Regions from separate parts of the Mus musculus genome. Here regions 1 and 2 are each linked to region 3. The links are chromatin contacts, called in public Hi-C and HiChIP or PLAC-seq maps. All regions are on one chromosome and are shown on one strand. Each heading gives the region's core, a stretch centred on a gene start, on an enhancer-like site or on the middle of the called end of the contact. The rest is flanking DNA. Distances are from core to core; before and after follow the strand shown.

Region 1 (2,700 bases), core at 107-2,606, 600 kb before region 3:
TATATATATGTGTGTGTGTGTGTGTGTTGTGTGCATGCGTATATGTATATATATGAATATATGGGTATGTGTATATATGCATATATGTTATATATCACATATATGCATGTTATATGATTTTAGTTACCAGCACACAGATGTCCAACCTCAAGTTCTGTCTTAAGATTTCCCAAAGACAGGCAAACTTCATTCTGACTTACCTGTCTACATTATCATGATCATTATAGAATTCTCTCTCTCTGGACCACAGTTCTATCTCAGAATAAGGATCTAGAAATGGACTAATACTGTCTCTAATGGAGGAAAAGAATGAAACATTCTCTTTTTGGAAAATCCCAGTTATATATAGGATTTGAAAATGTAATACATATAAGGTAAGATGATCCGTTTTCTTTTTGTCCTTATTATTGTTATTAGAGTATTGAAACCTAGATCTTCTTATCCTTTATTAACAGTAACACTAGGCTTCATGAGATAGCATTTTTTCTATGTATGCATACAAAACTACTACATCATCTTGCCAAAATGTTTTAAAAGATGGCTGTACATTATAGATGGAAATGATGTAATCTATACCAGAAAAGTTCCATGTTTGGTGTGTGTGAGAGTGTGGAATATGCCCATATGTGTATGTATGTGTGAGCACATCTGTATGAATGTTTGAGGTGGCCAGAGAAGGGATGCCAGGTGTCCTGTTCTATCTCTCTCTGCCTTAGTCATTTGATACAGGGTTTCTCACAGAGCCTAAAGTTAAGCTGATAGCCACCAAGCTTCAGCAATCCTTCTGTCTCTACCCCCCTCCCCCAAATCTCTGGAGTAACAGGCATGCATGGTGATCACACCTAGCATTTTATATGGGTGCTGGGGTCATTGTGCAGCAAGAAGTCTTACTACTAAACTAACATCTCTAGCCACTTATACCCAGTATCATGAAAATAAATCGAGGAAGCCCTAGAAACTTGGCTGTGCTTGAGCTAAGTAAGTCACTGCCTCAGTTTCCATCCTGTTCTTTAAGGAAAACGTGAAGGAACAGTTCATTGTATGCTGAGGTTAAACTATTCGGAATATTGAGCTATGTTAATTAGGATGGCTCTTTGCCTATACTCTTATTATGCAGTTTACTTTAAGTTTACCCTGCAGTAGGGATGAAAATCAACTGGGCCACCACTGGAATTTGTGTTACTGATTACACGGGGTTATTACAATCCAGCCCTTTAATTACATGAGTCTGTTCAGGAAAGGAATGAAGGAACCAACTTCAACTAGCTTTCTAAACTTCTTTCCTATGTAAGAGTCTGTCTGACTGTCCCATTCCAAAGTCCGGTAACTTGGCTCATTTAACCACACACTTAGCTCTGACCTTCACCCCCTTTGATTTTCAGTTGAGTTTAACTGGCAGATACATCCAGGAGTGAAATTAGGTTGAATTCAGTCATGGACAAGAAAAATATATTCTGATGGTTTTAATCAAAATTCCTATTTATTGAGTGCTTACTCAGACATGGATTTGGTTAAGCTCCTGAATAACTCATGCCATTTAACAGTCAAGGTTATCCATGAGAATAAGTAATGGGGTTACTCTGTTTCTCCGAAGGAGGAAGCTGGGGTTAAGGGAAGTGACACAGCTTTGCAGAGTCCTATTTTACTGTGTGTTAGGCATAGAACTCCACAGTGGGGTCCTATTTCTGTTGAGAAAAGCTTAAAGGAACATTTCATTGTGCTCTCTTAAGGTAAACATCTTTGTATGCAGTTGCCTTTGCTTAATCAGAACAGAATGAGGAAGCAATCACCAAAGGGGCCTATCTTGTCACCTTGGTATTTCTGGTCAACCAGATTGCTTAGCCATAATGCCTGTTTTTATAGGAAAAGTGTATAATCAAGGGAACCTCAAAACCACTGACAATAGGATGGTCCTTGGGATGAAAAATGTGTCCTTCCTGATTGTGTAGAAGAAAATAAAATCCTTCTTTGCAGTCACAGCCATTGTCCTTTAAACGAAGACATCTGACTATGCGTTAGCATGGCCTTAGCTTTTAAAATACACGTTGTTTACATGGCAGTCATAACAATCCTTCCTTGGTCCCCATAAATGAGCTAGGAGACTGTATGTATTAGGAGCAAAGTCAGTGCATTCGATGCTGTCTTAGAGAAGGAGCTGCTTGTCCACATATTTCAGACACATTTGTCTGTTTCATACAGCACATCACGTAGGACAGTCTGTGGATAGAATCTTTCACTGCAGGTAATGCTGTTCAGATCCTTAGCTGAATATACAGTAAACAGCATTGCAGGAGAAGCTGCCGGGGAAACATATGGCCTTTGTCGACAGTGAAGCCTCTAAACTGTACAGCATCATTAACGATGGGCTCAGCAGATTCAAATACGGACCCACATGTGTTTCCAGAAGCCCCAGTGACTCACATGTTTGCCGTGGTTCGTGCCAACTGGTAGTGCCTTGCTTCTATTTAAAGGTATACAGGAAAACGGAGGGACTGCATGACATAAAATAATTGACATTCCTAGGAGAAGCAACAATATGCCTGCCCAAAGCTGGGATCTTATCATTTCAATGAGTCAGATCATTAAATTTGAATTATGGCCCATAACAATTCGCTAGGCTAAAGTTATGAAAAGCTGGTCTCTTGCCAGTAGAATTAAACCCATACCAGTTTATTTTCAGCCTGAATAGTCAAACATATG
Region 2 (2,700 bases), core at 123-2,622, 630 kb before region 3:
TCACCACTGTCTGCAAAACAACCTGATTCCTCCCTCTCATTATTCTTTTGAAATAGAATTTGCTGTGTGTGACCCTTCTCCCTTCTTCCCTTTATCTGTTTCTGATTAGCCCTGGGAAGAGATGATACATCATAAGACTTTTGTGCTGGGCTACCCTGAGAGGTTCCGAACGTTTCTGCAGTGTCAGCTCTCTGCAATGAGAAGGCAGTATTTTATCCTTATTGCCCATCCAGTTGCCATTGATGGTAATGGTCTACTTTTATGGCCTTTTTTGACACTCAAAATAATGCATGATAACACCATGTGACCTCATTTTCTTAGTACCAGTGCCACCGCCATGGGCCAAGCTTGCAGTGACTCTGAAATGTTTGGGGAATTACCTTTTCACTAGGTAAGGATAAGTGTCTGAAGCCTAGAATTCCTTAAAGCACAAAGCCACTTCATAATGGATCATCTCTTTCTGTGACCTTTAAAACTTCTCTCTGGTAAATGATATCATTTTATTTTCAAACAACCAACAATTTATTCCAAACATGGCCTCTTTGGTAGTAGGTGGACTAGGGGAAGTGAGGAAGAAAATTCTAAAGTGCTGCATTGTGATTGCAAACGAAGCCGTTAGAGGGGACGAGGAAAATTGACATTGTGCCATTCTCAATGATCAAGTCATCTGGGTTGACACTGTTACAGAGTCTCCTGATACCAGCAGCAGACTCACTGCTGAACACGAGCCTGATTTGATTTGTTGCTAGATTGCTCTTATTTTGACAACATCTTGCTGAAATTGTCACATCTGTTGAATTCTTTGTTTGAAAATTAGCCACTTGCAAAGAACACCAAACAATCTTATTTTCACACATTGAGTACACAGGGGTTTTCCTACAATGAGTCATCAGCCAGAGAGACAATGAAGTGTCAAAACAATTTCAAAGATACCATCTGGTGAAGGGAGAAGACTCAATGACAGGCATACGCCACCAGGCACAGCTAGCTGGTAAATGACCATTGATTAAAATCAAAGCACTTTGAATCCTCGCTGAACTGTCATTAACAGCGCAGATATTGGAAAGCTACAATTATACTGAGATGCATTGATAACATCTGCTAAGAATATGGATGGTGTTTATTTAAGAGTCCTCTCACGGGAACAGCTGACATTTTGAAAATGTGGAAAATATCTTAATCACCTGTGTCCTCGCCACCTGGTGTTTACAGAATTTCCCTGAGACTGAACCATGGGAAACTTCAACTTTATTTGATAACCACAAATAGGTAAAAACATTCCTTTGTAAATTTGGTTCAGTACCTAGAAAACAGAAGAAAACCGCAGAGAGAATATATAAGGTCATCAAAGCCACTAGATGCTACTGTAAAGTACTTTTCAGAGCTAATGACTTTAGCTCATTTCATACGGTGCAGAGTGATCGTAGATAGGTCAGAGGATTGGGGAACAAACCTAAAATGTAAGTCATGAGTTGGTTGGTTGTAAAGCTAAAACAGCAAAAAGGGGAAAAAACAACGTTTGCCTTTCAAACTGGATCTCTTTGTGGATTGCTGGCTGGCCTAGAAGCAAGATGTAGGCCAGATTGGCCTTCTAACTGCCTCTTCCTCCCAAATGCTCCAACTGAAGGTGTGGGGCACCATCCCTTGATCTAATGTGATCTCACGGGAGCTCACTTCACCTTTCTAACTGTTTGGATCATAGATGAGCACTACCTTGTCCTACTTGGAAAGGAAAAATTAAAAAAAATAGACTTGTAATCTAAAAGATATATATGTTTAATATTAAGAACTGTACTTGATGTCAATAAATTCCAGATATGAGAGGTTTTGGACTCTTCTTGGCAAGATGTTTCAGAGGTAAGGGAACTTGTTGCTGATCTAGACAACATAAACTCATATGGTGGAAAGATGGAACCAACTCCTCCAAGGTTGTCCTATGACCTCTTTGCATCTACCATGGTGTGCAAGTGTGCCCCAGGCCACAAAGTAAAGAGACAAATATTAAGAAATTGAATTCTCCTTGATAATAAGCAAAGACATAGAACTCATCAAGACAACTGTTGGGTGGATTTGGGAGTTTGTAGTGCTTATGACCATTGCTGCCGTGTACTCCAACCATCCAGCAATACTACTACTAGATGCCCATATGTATGGCCTGGGTAATTTACACAACTTTCTCTGTGTCTCTGTCGTCTCTGTCTCTCTGTCTCTGTCTCTCTCTTTTTCTCATTGTTATCAGGAATTAATTTGGATCAGCAAACTTTAGACATTACAAAGTGCTAATAGTTTGTCAAGCAGCAGTATGTCATACAAGAATGTTACTATTTAGCCCTAAAATTAAGTTTCTTCTTCATTTTTTTTTTTGAGTGGGGACTGATAATGCATCCATTACAGCAAAATGGCCATTTGTTTCAGAGGTTCATGAGTCTGTGATCGTAATCCTCTGAGTCTGTTAGGTTGAAATTGGTTAGCTGGGTAAGTGGGAAGGATGATATTCATGTGGGAGGCGCTCATAGTGATTAGATATAATTTATGTCACAGACTGGCGAGTAGCTCAAGGCCTAATGGTGGTGGAGTCTAGGTAAACAACAGACAAGTAGAGTTGCTTAGATTCAAACCAGGTGAGCCAATGAGAGATACCATGCTTTGAGCATAATAGGGCTAATGTAGTCGTAGAGACATGTTATTGAAGAAATAAAA
Region 3 (2,700 bases), core at 41-2,540:
TGAGTAGGGGAATCTCCGCGTCTCTCCACCGCCCCCGCCGGCGCGAAGGCGGGAGTGGAGAAGGCGCCACTCAGACGGTGGCGCTGAGCAAACTGCGGCCGCAGTTCTCCCAAGTTTGCCCCAGCGAGGGGGATGCTATGGGCGCCCGGCTCCGCTTTCTGCCTCCGCTAGCCGTCCTCACTCCACCGTCCTTTGCTCCAGCGGCCGGGCCAGGCTCTAGGCCAGCCACGGAGGTAGCAGGGCGCGGGAGCAAATGCAGGGAGAGAGGGGCGAGGGACGAGGGTGCTCCCGCGTGTGCACACAATGAGGCGGCGGGCACGCACACCTTCCTCCCGCCCGAAAAACGGGATCAGCCTCCGCCGCCTGGATGCAGGGACGCGGGGTCCCTGGGAGGTACCCGCAGAAAGTGAGCACCAACTGAGCAACAGGGGGTAGGGAGAGGGCGCCCCGCCGCCTCTCGGGGCTGCAGCGGGCCCGGGGCCCACGCTTACCTGCGATCTCCTGGTAGGGGATGTCCGCCAGGCTGAATCCCTTGGCACCGTAAGCCTGACGGACCTCGCTGCAGCTCCGAGCCTTCACGTCCGCCGCGGCCGGGAGGGTCAGCAGCAGCCCGGAGAGAGGAAGAATCACAGCCCGGATCCAAGAAGGCATGGTGCAACATGCAAGTCCACCTCGGCAGCCCCCAGCTCCCTGTGCGCTCTTCACCTTGCCCCTCGAGCCGAAAGCCCGCCAGAGCCTGCGGCGCGCTCCTTAGCCGCTGCCCAGCGTCACCCCCTTCCGCCAGCCGAGGGGACGAGCCGCGCAGACCTCTGGACTGCACTCAGCAAACTTTTATAAGCCAGATGGAGGATGGCAAGCCAACCAGGGCTGCCTTGGGAAGGCTGCCGGCTCCGCTAGCCACTCCGGTAGAAAATCGTTGGAGAAAGAGGAGAAAAGAGGAAAAGGCAAAGAAATGTCTTTTTTTTTTTTTAAACACCACAGTAGGGGTGTTCAGCCCTGCGGTCCGAGTTCCGAGCCGCAGAGTCGTGGAGCGCTGCGAGCTCGCCTATCCAGTGTGCGCGACGAAGGTGGGACCGCGCGCCGGCTCCCCCCACCCCGAGGGAGATGGACAGGCCGGCGCGAGTGTGAGCGCGCGTGTTTGTGGGTGTGAACGCGGGGCTCTCGGGGAGGTGTGTGCGTGGAGGTATGTGATGGAGATGTACGGGATCGAGGGGAAACCTCAGCTTCACATAGACTGAGGGAGCCAGTGAGAGTCTTCTTGAAATGGGAAGAGAGAAAATCCTGGAGACTGACACAGGAGGCAAGAGGGAAGGAGAAAGGAGGGGAGGGAGAGAGGGAGAAACGTGCTACCCAGTGCACAGCCGAAATTCAGAGGCAGAGTCGGCCGCAAAACCTGGAATGGATCGCGAGCCACTAGGCAGGAGGGGAAAGATTACCAGCAAAAGGTCCCTATTTTCTCAATCACTTTATGGCCTCCACACACTTCCGAGATGTTCCCTTTCCTGATATAAACAAACCACCAAAAAAGACAAAGTGTTTGAGGAGAGTAAATGTTATCACGCTATATTTTTCTGGAGATAAAGAATATTGCATTTCCAATTGTTGCTCTTGCCCCAGTGTACCTAACACAAAGCCAGGGAAGAAATGAGCAGAAAAGAAACCTAGGAACGGGGCCAAAGCCACCTCTCTAGGTGGTAGCTGCTTTCGGCTCATCTTAATGTTTTGTTTTGTTTTGTTTTTTCCTAAGAACAGATAGAGGGCCATAGGTCTTTACTCCTCTCCTGTCGGCTCTCTCTCTCTCTCTCTCTCTCTCTCTCTCACACACACACACACACACACACATACACACAAAGAGGGAAGGAGAGAGAGAGAGAGAGAGAGAGAGAGAGAGAGAGAGAGAGAGAGAGAGAGGTTCCACCTACAAAACACTGGATTCTTAAATCACTAGGCTTAGGGCATGTGAAGATAAAACAATGGCTGCTGGCCATGCAAGAAACAGGACCCCAGGAGGGACAAGGTGTTGTAATCTTCTCTCATCAGATTCTCTCAAACACTATAACCTTAACATTTTCTCCCAAGTTCTCAGAAGTCTGTGAAATGGGATGCAAGTGAAAATTCGGGTTTAACCAACTTCCTGAGCCTTTCTTCACGCTAATGAGCACAGAGATCAAATATACTTAAGTCTGCCCTGAAACCCACAGCTCCTGAAACTAACCAATCAGAAAAAGAAGAAAAGAAATGCTATCCAGTAGTGAGGCCTTGTGGACACTGGTCTCCCAGTTCCTGAGAAGTCAGTACAGGGTCAGGCCTAGTTCTGTAGTACTGAAGTATAAATCTGCAGGATGCTGGTTTCCTGATGACTGGTGACCAGAGCGACTCCTGGAGCCTAAATCCTTGCATTTGCCTCTATCCTAGGCACCTTCGTTACTGTCGGAATTGTTCAGCACATCTTCTTTTCCAAGAACTCCTCTTTAGCCCGTCATCCTCCTTATAGAGTGATAGAGTGCTTGCTTGTCGCATCTTCAAAAGTTCATACAAAATGCTAGCGCTCAGGGAACAGAAAGAAGTCTAGTCTAGTTGAGGAGCTTTAAGCCATTTGCAGTCAGTCTCCAAGGAGGTAGTCAGGGGGCTGAAGGGATAGATGGCTCAGCAGTTAAGATCACATGTTGTTCTTGAGAGGACAAGAGTTTGATTCTCAGC

What was found. Hi-C and Micro-C count contacts between places; a contact is called where the count stands out from the background. HiChIP or PLAC-seq counts read pairs in DNA pulled down with a chosen protein or histone mark.
Region 1: a Hi-C map of tail fibroblasts shows a contact between it and region 3, with 2.7 times the contacts expected there. The contact joins the enhancer-like site here to the promoter of Gpc6 in region 3. A contact is called at or near these places in 6 of 39 promoter capture datasets (the 3T3-L1 cell line, hippocampal neurons, maxillary cranial neural crest and 2 more), 8 of 484 Hi-C or Micro-C datasets (the N1E-115 cell line, adipose-derived mesenchymal stem cells, cortical neurons and 5 more) and 14 of 115 datasets of contacts at active chromatin or transcription factors (the NIH/3T3 cell line, SST interneurons, astrocytes and 10 more).
Region 2: a contact with region 3 is called in an H3K4me3 HiChIP or PLAC-seq map of embryonic basal ganglia, with 3 times the contacts expected there. The contact joins the enhancer-like site here to the promoter of Gpc6 in region 3. A contact is called at or near these places in 4 of 39 promoter capture datasets (the 3T3-L1 cell line, embryonic stem cells, liver and 1 more), 1 of 484 Hi-C or Micro-C datasets (nephron progenitors), 12 of 115 datasets of contacts at active chromatin or transcription factors (astrocytes, differentiating embryonic stem cells, embryonic basal ganglia and 9 more) and 1 of 9 other capture datasets (pancreatic islet).

The regions. Positions count from the first base shown.
Region 1 is chr14:117,519,512-117,522,211 of GRCm38.p6, reverse strand. The region is part of intron 3 of Gpc6 (glypican 6); the gene reads right to left. Among named protein-coding and RNA genes, the nearest start is that of Gm52111, 260 kb to the left of the region's middle. Within about 2 kb of position 1,356, at least 25 of the 459 cell types and tissues checked have an H3K27ac peak or open chromatin away from gene starts, as enhancers often do. A contact at or near this core is called in the NIH/3T3 cell line, adipose-derived mesenchymal stem cells and tail fibroblasts, where this site is marked.
Region 2 is chr14:117,555,118-117,557,817 of GRCm38.p6, reverse strand. All of the region lies in intron 3 of Gpc6 (glypican 6), which reads right to left. Among named protein-coding and RNA genes, the nearest start is that of Gm52111, 230 kb to the left of the region's middle. Within about 2 kb of position 1,372, at least 4 of the 459 cell types and tissues checked have an H3K27ac peak or open chromatin away from gene starts, as enhancers often do. A contact at or near this core is called in embryonic basal ganglia, where this site is marked.
Region 3 is chr14:116,923,887-116,926,586 of GRCm38.p6, reverse strand. It overlaps Gpc6 (glypican 6), which reads right to left and starts at 1,290. Exons shown (of 9, transcript NM_011821.3): 1 at 492-1,290. The coding sequence starts at 651.